3 separate regions of the Hordeum vulgare genome follow, and regions 2 and 3 are each linked to region 1. A link is a contact called in public Hi-C data. All regions are on one chromosome and are shown on one strand. The core of a region is the stretch at or near the end of the contact, and the rest is flanking DNA. Distances in the headings are between cores, read along the strand shown. Region 1 holds the start of LOC123401839 (monosaccharide-sensing protein 2-like). Region 2 holds the start of LOC123401384. Region 3 holds the start of LOC123401011 (ethylene-responsive transcription factor-like protein At4g13040).

Region 1 (3,237 bases), core at 544-3,043:
AGTGACACCATCAACAACAATAATGCTTCTTAGGCAACATTGAATTTTCATAATGCTTTGTTTTAAAAATATGATGAAAAGAGAGTTCATGGAATGAGAAGTTTGTACATGAAAATTATAATCTTGTAGATATAGATTGAGGATGAACCAATATGCATTTATAAAAAACAAATTCTAGATGACGCGGATGATCAAACGTGAGTGATTAAGTGACCACCGGCCAGGCCGGCCGCCCAAAGCAGGTGCGCAACACCGTCGGCTCGTAATTAGCTGCATACTTTAGTAATTAATTGCACGTGATCGGTACATGCAATCGCTACATGCGCGTGCATGCAAGCATGTGTGTGTGTCGCACGAAGGGTGTTACCTGGGGACTGGGGAATCGAGTGATTGATCTACAAGAGCCGTTGTTGCACGCTGGACAAAAAAACAAATTATGTCTGCATATACCCCGATCATGGCCCCCTCCCAAACCGGGACCCTAGGCGGCCGCCTCTCCGGCCATACGCCAGGACCGGCCCTGAGCGTGAGTAGCTTTGGTGCTGGTCTCAAGGTCTCACCAGCTTGGAGATCTCCATGTGGAGGCTCCAGAAATCCTTGGAGGACAAAAGAGCAGCCCAAGCGCGGTAGATGGACCAGAAGCGGAGAATGAATTTGACATGGAACCGAAGTAGCACCTCCAACATCATTTCATCAGGAAGCAACAATGTACAAAAAGATAGTAGAAGGGCCTTCTTCCTCTTGTTGTTGTTGCTTGGGCACACCCGATCTGCTATGATGGTGGCAGCCTCGCCACTCTTCCTTTTGCTGCTATCCATCATCATCAGGTCTGTCATCCAGATGACAGCTGCGGCCAATTAACCGGCGATTGTAAAATACAGCAAGATGATCTGCATTGAGATCAACGCACATGGATAAGATAATCTGGGTGAACCTTAGTATTGTGAACCTTGATGCATACTCTCTGCATAAATTTGAAAAGATTTGGATCCGAGGTAACCTAATTTTATGCTTGAATAGTGAACTTGCTGCTGTCAGAAGTACTTATTAGCTGAGATAAATAAAGACCAAAACACATGGCACCTTTGGACAGTCATATTTCGATTTGAAACGAACGGCAAGGTCAACCCAATTAATTTCCGACTTTTACTGGCTGCCGTTAGAAGTAGTGGTACTACTACTAAATTAGTGTGGGTAGTGAAGAGTTGTCAAAATAATTATAGCACAAGGAAAAACGATCGACGACGTAACGAGATCTGGTTAGACACCCGCAAAATAGAAGAACGAGATCTGGTTAACAGAGAAAAGAAACGACGCAGGAAAAAAACAAATCCGTGGAGAGGGGCAAGCTATCGCATCCTTACCAAAAGCTCGCTCCAACGGAATCCATCCGCCTGCGACGAACAGGGGCAGCGAACGCGGATGGCCGACGAACGCGAACGGCGGCGAACAGCTGATGGTGGCGCGTACTCCTTACAGCCAGCCGCGCCTGCCTCCGCGAGCGCAGCGCCGAGCCTCCCGCGAGCATAGCGACTCCTCTAGCCATTTCCCGCGTCCCTTGGACGCTCCGTGCAGCCGTCGCCTCTCGTCTATGGATAAGAAGACGCCGTAGGAAGGGGTGAATTTGTAAAAGCTAAATGTTTTTCCCACTAATTGGAGGACTGCGGGTTGAATTGTGATAAACAGAGGAATTGTTTTGAAAAAACGTCAAGCCACTTTATTATTAAGAAGAGATAAATAGATATATATATAGCTGTAAAATAAATACCTGTGTACAAAATTACACCGATTCCAAGCGGGCATCAGCCTTTTGTCGTGACTCTGGCGGGGGAAGCTGGCCTTGTCTTCTTCTTTTCCGGTGGCAGCCAGGGCAGTGAAGGAGGGGTATCTCTTGGCTCCTATTTGAGGCGGCTTTGCTCGGTTCTGATCTACCGCACCAGCCACCAGGGGACTGCCGCTTTTTGGGCTTCTCCATCTTCATCTCCTCTTCTTGGTTGGTGTTCTCGAGAGGTAGGCGAGATTTTTCATCTAAATAATCCCAGCTTGTGGTGGCTGGTTCGTTTATCTTGAGCTGGTTTCCGCGCTAGCAGCTGCGGGGATCCTCGGTGGAGAGAAGAAGATGTCGGGCGCCGCACTGGTCGCGATTGCGGCTTCCATCGGCAATCTGCTGCAGGGGTGGGACAATGCCACAATTGCTGGTATGCTCTAGCCAGATTTGTTTTACTACTTTGTTAGATCGCTCCGGTGAATTTGGGGGTTCTAGTAGTTTTGGGAGCTTCCTTTAGAGTTTATAGACCAGATGCTGTTCAGTGCTACTGCTAGTCTTTTTGGAACAAAAGACGGGAGTAATTTCCCTTGAGCAAACTGCCTTATTTTTACTTGGACCCTAAAAGCAGCACCGTACCAACGAAGATAATAATAATTGTCAAGACAAGTTTCGATTTTGAACACTTCCTTGATTATCCCTCATCTGTAAACTTGCCGTCCTTTACTTTTACTCGAGACACAGATTAACAGAGCACGCTTTTTGTCTCCAGGTGCTGTCCTGTACATCAAGAAGGAATTCCAACTCGAAAATGATCCGACCGTGGAGGGGCTCATCGTGGCCATGTCGCTCATCGGCGCAACCATCATCACCACGTTCTCCGGACCGGTATCAGACTGGGTTGGCCGGCGCCCTATGCTGATTCTCTCTTCAATTCTCTACTTCCTCAGCGGCCTAATCATGCTATGGTCACCCAATGTCTATGTACTGCTTCTGGCACGCCTTGTCGATGGCTTCGGTATCGGCTTGGCTGTCACGCTGGTGCCTTTGTACATCTCAGAGACGGCTCCCTCGGAGATCAGGGGACGGCTCAACACGCTTCCACAGTTCAGCGGGTCAGGAGGGATGTTCTTGTCATACTGCATGGTGTTCGGGATGTCACTCTTGCCATCACCTGATTGGAGAATTATGCTTGGTGTTCTCTCCGTTCCTTCATTGTTTTTCTTCGGCTTGACAGTATTTTACCTGCCAGAATCTCCGAGATGGCTTGTCAGCAAGGGCCGAATGGCAGAGGCCAAGAAGGTGCTGCAAAGATTACGGGGAAGGGAGGATGTCTCAGGTCTGTTTTTTTCACTGAAAACCCCAGATTCATTTCACCTGGTTTGCTACAGACCCCTTCTTTAAATTCATCCCTGATAGTGGATTGCAATTAGTTACTTAAGTGATATGCACTAGTGTTAATTGTTACTATA
Region 2 (3,237 bases), core at 426-2,925, 580 kb before region 1:
CTCACCCTCACTCTCAGCCTGCAACTCCAGCAGAGCATCAGCATTCTTCCTAACATCAGCATTCAATATGGTATCCTTCATCTCCAACTGAACTACAGCCTTCTCCATGAAAGGTGTCGCCTCTTTCACCTCATCCGTCGCACATCTCCTAGACTCATCATTCTCCCCATTGGACCGCCTATCCCTCTGAAATCCAGGAGCACCATCCTCGTCCTTATCTTCCTCGTAGTGTTGACCATTCGAATTCGACCTTCCTCTTTCCTTCTCCCTCTCCCTTCCACGACCCGGATACCCCACTCTGTACTCCTCATACTTCCTCTTCCATCTCCCATTGTAGCTACCACCATTGCTGTAATCATCTCTATTAGTACAACAACCAGTAATGTTACTGTTCCAGCTAGGACGGGTGCCAGGGTTATTGCTATATACATCATCGTACCTCCTCCAGTCATAGAATGCGGGGGATTGCTGCCGCGGTTGAGGCAGGGGAGGAACAGTCCACGGGTCACCGCCGCCGCGTTGTAGGGAGGACGGCGGGAGCACGCCCGTGGATACCAGGTACTCGGCCGCGAGGCGGCCGGCCTCCATGAGCACCTCGTATCTGCGATGCGGCGGCGCGAGAAGCGGGGGGCGAGGAGGAATTTGAGGAGCGTACAGCTGCTTGTGGCCGCCAGGGTACACGGCGCCACTGCCTCGGCCAAACGGCGGTGGAGGAGGCGGCGGCAGGCGGCTGCGGTGGTGGTACTGCATAGCGACTGTTCACACCTTTGACACCTTGCACCGCGGCCGCGGAATCCACGACAATTCACCAAAAATCTGAAGCGAAGAGGAAGAAGAAAAAAGGACAAAGATTACGATTCTGTAAATTCCCTTGAGGCGAGGAATCGGAAACCCTAGGTAAAAGTGTTGAGCAAACTTACAAATCGGAATTAAAATGTCGATCGAGCCATCGGACTCGGAATCCACGGATTTGGGGACAGCACTAATACAGTTCTTGTTTATATCAACTCGTATGATCGAAGCCAAGAGGGAAGAAACCACAACAAATTGCAAGAATTATACTCCGGTGCTGCTGTTTCCGTTCGCGAATCTGATTTCTACGGCGAAGAATTCGTCGATTTTAATGGGAAAGCGGAAAAGGAGTAGATTAATGGGTGCTGCTTTTGGTTGGTCGGACTGTAATAGTTTCGGATGCGGGCGTGAATGCGCGCGTGGATTTGATGGCTCTATCTGCTGACAGTTGTGCGCGAGGTTTTCCGTTTGGCTTCTTTGGTATAGCCATGACAGATGGCCCCGGAGCTTGTGGGGCTACTCGATAGTCACTTGTGGTTGCACACGGCATTGTTTTTTTTAAGGGCAAAGCAGTTACATCAACACAAGTTATGTGGCCGTTCAAGGAGAAGACACACCATTTGCCACGATAGCGCGACGCGCAACCAAGTCAGCAGGAGGTACCTGGGGCCGGAGTGGGCCACTGTCGCCAACGTCTCATCTCGTACCGCTTAACCAGAAAGCGCATAGGGGAAGGAGTCATCCAGAGGATCAACGAAAAGAATGACACGGTTTTTCCTCAACCACTAATGTCTCCTACCTTTCCCCTTTTTCCCTTTCGGAGATCTCGATCCATTCTTGTAATTTGAAAGCACATATGATCCGTTTGTGGTTTTCGATAATTCATGACAACATACATTGTCTTTTGAAATAATATTTTTACCTAGTATATTTCATGTATAGTCTACAAAAATATTGACCAAAGGATTGTGAGGAGAATCCCCTTGATGCAAGGAAAAGAATAGGATTGGCTCAAACTTCAAGCAAGAAGACTCTACATTTTACATTTGTGAGAAATCACTTTTGAGTCCATAGGAAAGCCAATACTGTTAAAAAGGGATGAGGTATTATGATGAATTGGTTGCTCAAGTGTTTAGAGATAGCCACCACTAAAATTCACTCATTCTCCCACAAAATATCTCTGTCCAAAGCTAAACCAGCAAAATTGGTGCCACCAACTTTTTCCACTCGGCCCTACCGATTTCCCGTCACACAGATCCGCTGTCAAATCTTACCATCTCGGTACCACCAACTTTCATATCGGTGCCACCAAGTTTCATATCGGTGCCACCGAGATCAGTGACCAACTTTCTATTGAGCTAATTACAAGAATCGAAATTTTCGAGATTGGATTCGGTCTCACCGAGATTTGGAAACTGCTCTAGGGCATCCTATTGGTACCACCGAGATTTATATGTTGGTATCACCAAAAATTCAAAAGTTTCCACATTTAATGCAACTCGGTACCATCGAGATTCATTTCGGTGTCACCGAGTTGGGCAATAATGTTGTAACAGTTGGATTTTGGGGATGCCTATATATACCCCTCCACCTCCTCTCATTCGCAGAGGAAGCACTCATAACACACTTACACTTGCGATATCCATTTTTCTAACAGAGAGCCACCTACTCATGTGTTGAGATCAAGAGAATCCAATCCAACCATTTGAACCTTGATCTCTAGCCTCCCCAAGTTGCTTTCCATAATCAATCTCTCCTACCCATGCCAAATCTGTGAGAGAGTGTTTGAGTGTTGAGGAGACTATCTTTTGAAGCACAAGAGCAAGGAGTTGATCGCTCTACCACATCTATTACCTTTTGGAGGGTGGTGCCTCCTAGATTGGTTAGGTGTCGCTTGGGAGCCTCCTACTTCGTGTTGTGGAGTTGAACCAAGAAGTTTGTACGGGCAAGGAGATCGCATACTTCATGAATATCTACCGTGAGTGAGGCTAGTCATGTATGGACGTAAGCCATGGTGGAATAGACAAGGCCGCTTCTTCATGGACCCTTTGTGGGTGGAACCCTCTGTGGACTCTCACAGCCATTACACTCTGTGGGTTGAAGTCTTCACTAACGTGGACGTACGATAACACCACCTATCGGAACCACGCCAAAAATTGTCGTGTCTATCTTTGCGGTTGATCTTCCTAAACTCTACTCCTTACTTACATGTGCAAAGTCTTTACTTTCCGCTTCTATATTTGTTGACTAGCATGTATAGGGTGCACTAGACTTGTTAGAATTGTTAAAATCTGCCAACCATTAAAACTGAGAAAAGACTAGGATTTTAATCTATGCAAGTAGTATATTCACCCCCCCCCTCTAGACACCTATTCTATCGATCCAACAGTTGGTATCAGAGCTTGGTCTCCATAACCTTGGTTTAAAGACCATTGGAGGAAGATG
Region 3 (3,237 bases), core at 278-2,777, 560 kb after region 1:
CCTTAGTGGCAATAACATAAATACCTGTCCTTATCCTTTCTGTCACTTGCTATAATCACCGTAAGGTTGAAGCCACTACAAAGCACCTCCCCACTGAAGATAAATCAATCAAACTTGGTGAAAGTAGATCAATAGATCGAAGAGAAATAAAAAGCTATACAATTACACAAATAGACAATGAATAATCTTACAATAAACCCATAATTCATCTGATCCCAACAAACACATTGCAAAAGATTACATCCATAAATCTTAGAAAAGATTATTGTATTGAAGATCAACAGAGAGAGAAAGTCATCTAGCTACTGTTATGGACCCGTAGATCCTGTAGGAAGTACTCACACATCATCATGGAGGCAACAAAGTTGATGAAGATGGCCTCCCCAATGATTTCCCCTCAGACATAATACCGAAAAAGGCTTGAGATGAGATCGCGGCGGAACAGAGGCTTGCGACAGCGATAATTTTTTTCGGATTTCGCTCTCGGGGTTTCGAAATATTGTGGAATTTATAGGGTGAGAATTAGTGCAACCAGAGCCACGAGGGTCCATAAGCCTAGGAGGCGGGACGCCCCCTAGGACGCGCCAACGTGGCTAGTGGGCTCCTCATGAGTTTTATTATCCTTCCTCAAACCTTCTAAGATCTCTTATGTTCCAGAAAAATTCATCAAAAGGTTTCATCATGTTTGGACTTCGGTAGGTATGATTTTTTTGCGAACCATCAAACACACACAAAATAGGAACTCATACCGGATACTAAATTAATATCTTAGTCTATAAAAATAATATAAAATGATATATAAAATATGCAAAATAATAATATAATAGCATTTAATAATTTAATATTATAAATACGTTGTAGACGTATCAGAGGCTATCGAGATTACAGTTCGATGACTATAGATTAAGAATAGCTACCCCTAGCCCCCACCTTATATAGATGATGATGGGGGTTAGGGTTTCACCAGAGATCGATATGATCCAACTCGCCACCATCTTGGCTTGCTCGCCAAGAGGAATTCCTGCCGCCTATCCGAGCTCCGAGGACCCCTCATGTGGTTAGGTCTTCGTCTATTTTCATGGGCCTTGAGATTGTCCTGCTGCCGCGTTTTCTATCAAATAACCATCATACTTTAATCTTTATTATATGAATGAGACACGAATTATCGTTAAAACTAGTAATATTAAAAATATGTTATTGATCCCTGCTTCTTTTTTAGGTTTTGAAATTTGATGAATAACGCGTAGCTTCCATCATTTATGAGACGTGTATGATGGTTTTGTAAATCTTAAAATATTGTGTCCTTAAAAAAAAACTTTGTGTTCGTCTCGGTTAGCATCCCTGGTGCATTTTTTAGAGAAAGCCCTCATACCGTCATACGACGAACCGAAGCCACCACCGCTAAGGCGATGCGTCAGCCGATCCTCATCGCAAAATAATACAGAGAGAAAATGCCCCGAGAAAACACAAGTAATTAACGGGAGGAGAGGAAGCGAGATAAGAGTCGTCGCAGCGAAGGAGAGAGAAACAAAGGTGGTAGATGTGAGCCACCCTCTTTGTATCCCTCGCCAACTTCTCCTACCAACTTTTCCTCTCCCCTCGTCTCGCGGCCGCTGCCGCTGCCGCCTTGGCCTTGGGCCGCCTTTTCCTACTGCCGCCGCCGGCCGGGCGAAGCCGCCGGTACGTACTCGCCGTTCTTGCCAGCCCCTATTGGACGTCGCGCCGCATTGGTTCTGGTCGCCGTCATGGTTATTGAATTACAGGACTCGTATGTAGTATTGGCTGCCTTTCTTGTTTCCGTGAATTCCGCGCCTGTTCTTGGCTGTGACGATGCTTGTTTGCTTGCTCCACAGTCTTATCTTGTGAGTTCTTTCTGGTTGAGTTCTTCTGCGTTTGGATTGGAAGGTGGCGGTGGTTGGGGACTGGTGGGGGCAGACTTGTAGAAAATTCTTGTGTCCTTGAGGGGTTCTTTGGATTTGTCGATTGGGTTGTTGGGTGGTTGGGCGAGGCTTCTCGCGTCCTGTGTTTGCGATTTATTTATTTATGATGTTTTCTCCGTTCGGTTCATGGCACTGGATGTAATCGGGAATCGTGGCATGAAGATTTGGTAGAATTACATCGATTGGTATTATGATAATTGTGACTAAAACATTGTTTTGATTGGCAAGTGTTGTCTGTTCTTGATTTGACGGTAGATTCTGTAATTATCTGTAACCGAACCTGTATTTGGAGTTGCATTGCAGGCTGGCTATATGTGATGACTTTTTTAGACTTCACCGTTAGGAAATTATATAATTCTGAAATGTCCGATGTGTAGCAGGATTCTGTAGGCCCTGGAGTCTAGTGTGTTTGGTCAGTTGTGGTAACTACTCCCTCTGTTCCTAAATATAAGACCTTCTAGAGATTTCAAAATGGACTAGTTACGGATGTATATAGATTTATTTTAGAGTATACATTCACTCATTTTGCTCCGTATGCCATAGTGGAATCTCTAAAAGGTCTTATATTTAGGAACGGAGAGAGTGGTAGCAATGACTAGTACAACACCTTAGGGCAACTCCAACGCGGATCACCAAATCTCTCCCAAATGTCCGATCAGATGGTCTGGACACTTTTGGGTGTCCATCCAATGAGTGGTCACCAAATTTGCCGGGACTGGTCTGGACGTCTGAAATACTGCAGAACGGCACCAAACCGGGGGAAGTTTTGGCGAGTCCCAACATCTGCCACGTCGGATTCCGATGCCCGCCCCCCACCCCCCCCTTCTCCGCGTCGTCTTGAGAACCACCCGCGCATTCAGAGCAGACATGACCGTCCGGCTGCCCGCATTCATGCCGGCTGACAGGCCGTCCGCCTACCCGGCATTCACAGGGATGAGCCCGAGAAGCCTACTCAGGCACTGCGCATTCAACCCGGCACTCTGCCTGCCTCGGCTATTTAAGCCATCCTGCCATGGCCCAAAACCCTACCCCTTCGAGCCCTTCTCCCACCGTCCAACCACCCGTCCATCGTCGCCATGGCTTGGTCTTTTCTATGTGGTACAGGAGCCTCACGGCAGCGCGCTGTGCCCAAATCGCGGCGGAGGCCCGGCGTCAAGTCCGCATCAATTGATATTATTCATTTTTGATGTTTGTCCTCCCAGGTCGGCATCTTGTTATACTTGTAATGGTTTCAGAATGGACAAATGGAAGTTGTATGTCTTTTTTTCTTCTTTGAGAAAACGCAAGAGATTTTGCG

Evidence for each region. Hi-C and Micro-C count contacts between places; a contact is called where the count stands out from the background.
Region 2: a contact with region 1 is called in a Hi-C map of leaf, with 4 times the contacts expected there. The contact joins the promoter of LOC123401384 here to the promoter of LOC123401839 in region 1. A contact is called at or near these places in 3 of 6 Hi-C or Micro-C datasets (leaf and seedling) and 1 of 1 datasets of contacts at active chromatin or transcription factors (embryo).
Region 3: a contact with region 1 is called in a Hi-C map of leaf, with 7 times the contacts expected there. The contact joins the promoter of LOC123401011 here to the promoter of LOC123401839 in region 1. A contact is called at or near these places in 5 of 6 Hi-C or Micro-C datasets (leaf, seedling and an unstated tissue) and 1 of 1 datasets of contacts at active chromatin or transcription factors (embryo).

The regions. Positions count from the first base shown.
Region 1 is chr6H:230,959,473-230,962,709 of MorexV3_pseudomolecules_assembly, forward strand. LOC123401839 (monosaccharide-sensing protein 2-like) reads left to right here and starts at 1,794. Exons shown (of 6, transcript XM_045095693.1): 1 at 1,794-2,010; 2 at 2,091-2,198; 3 at 2,538-3,104. The coding sequence starts at 2,120. It overlaps LOC123405331, which reads right to left and starts at 1,546. Exons shown (of 3, transcript XM_045099060.1): 1 at 1,471-1,546; 2 at 561-847. The coding sequence starts at 1,546.
Region 2 is chr6H:230,380,017-230,383,253 of MorexV3_pseudomolecules_assembly, forward strand. It overlaps LOC123401384, which reads right to left and starts at 1,676. Exons shown (of 6, transcript XM_045095172.1): 1 at 921-1,676; 2 at 440-816; 3 at 1-349. The coding sequence starts at 750.
Region 3 is chr6H:231,521,825-231,525,061 of MorexV3_pseudomolecules_assembly, forward strand. LOC123401011 (ethylene-responsive transcription factor-like protein At4g13040) reads left to right here and starts at 1,528. Exons shown (of 7, transcript XM_045094728.1): 1 at 1,528-1,680.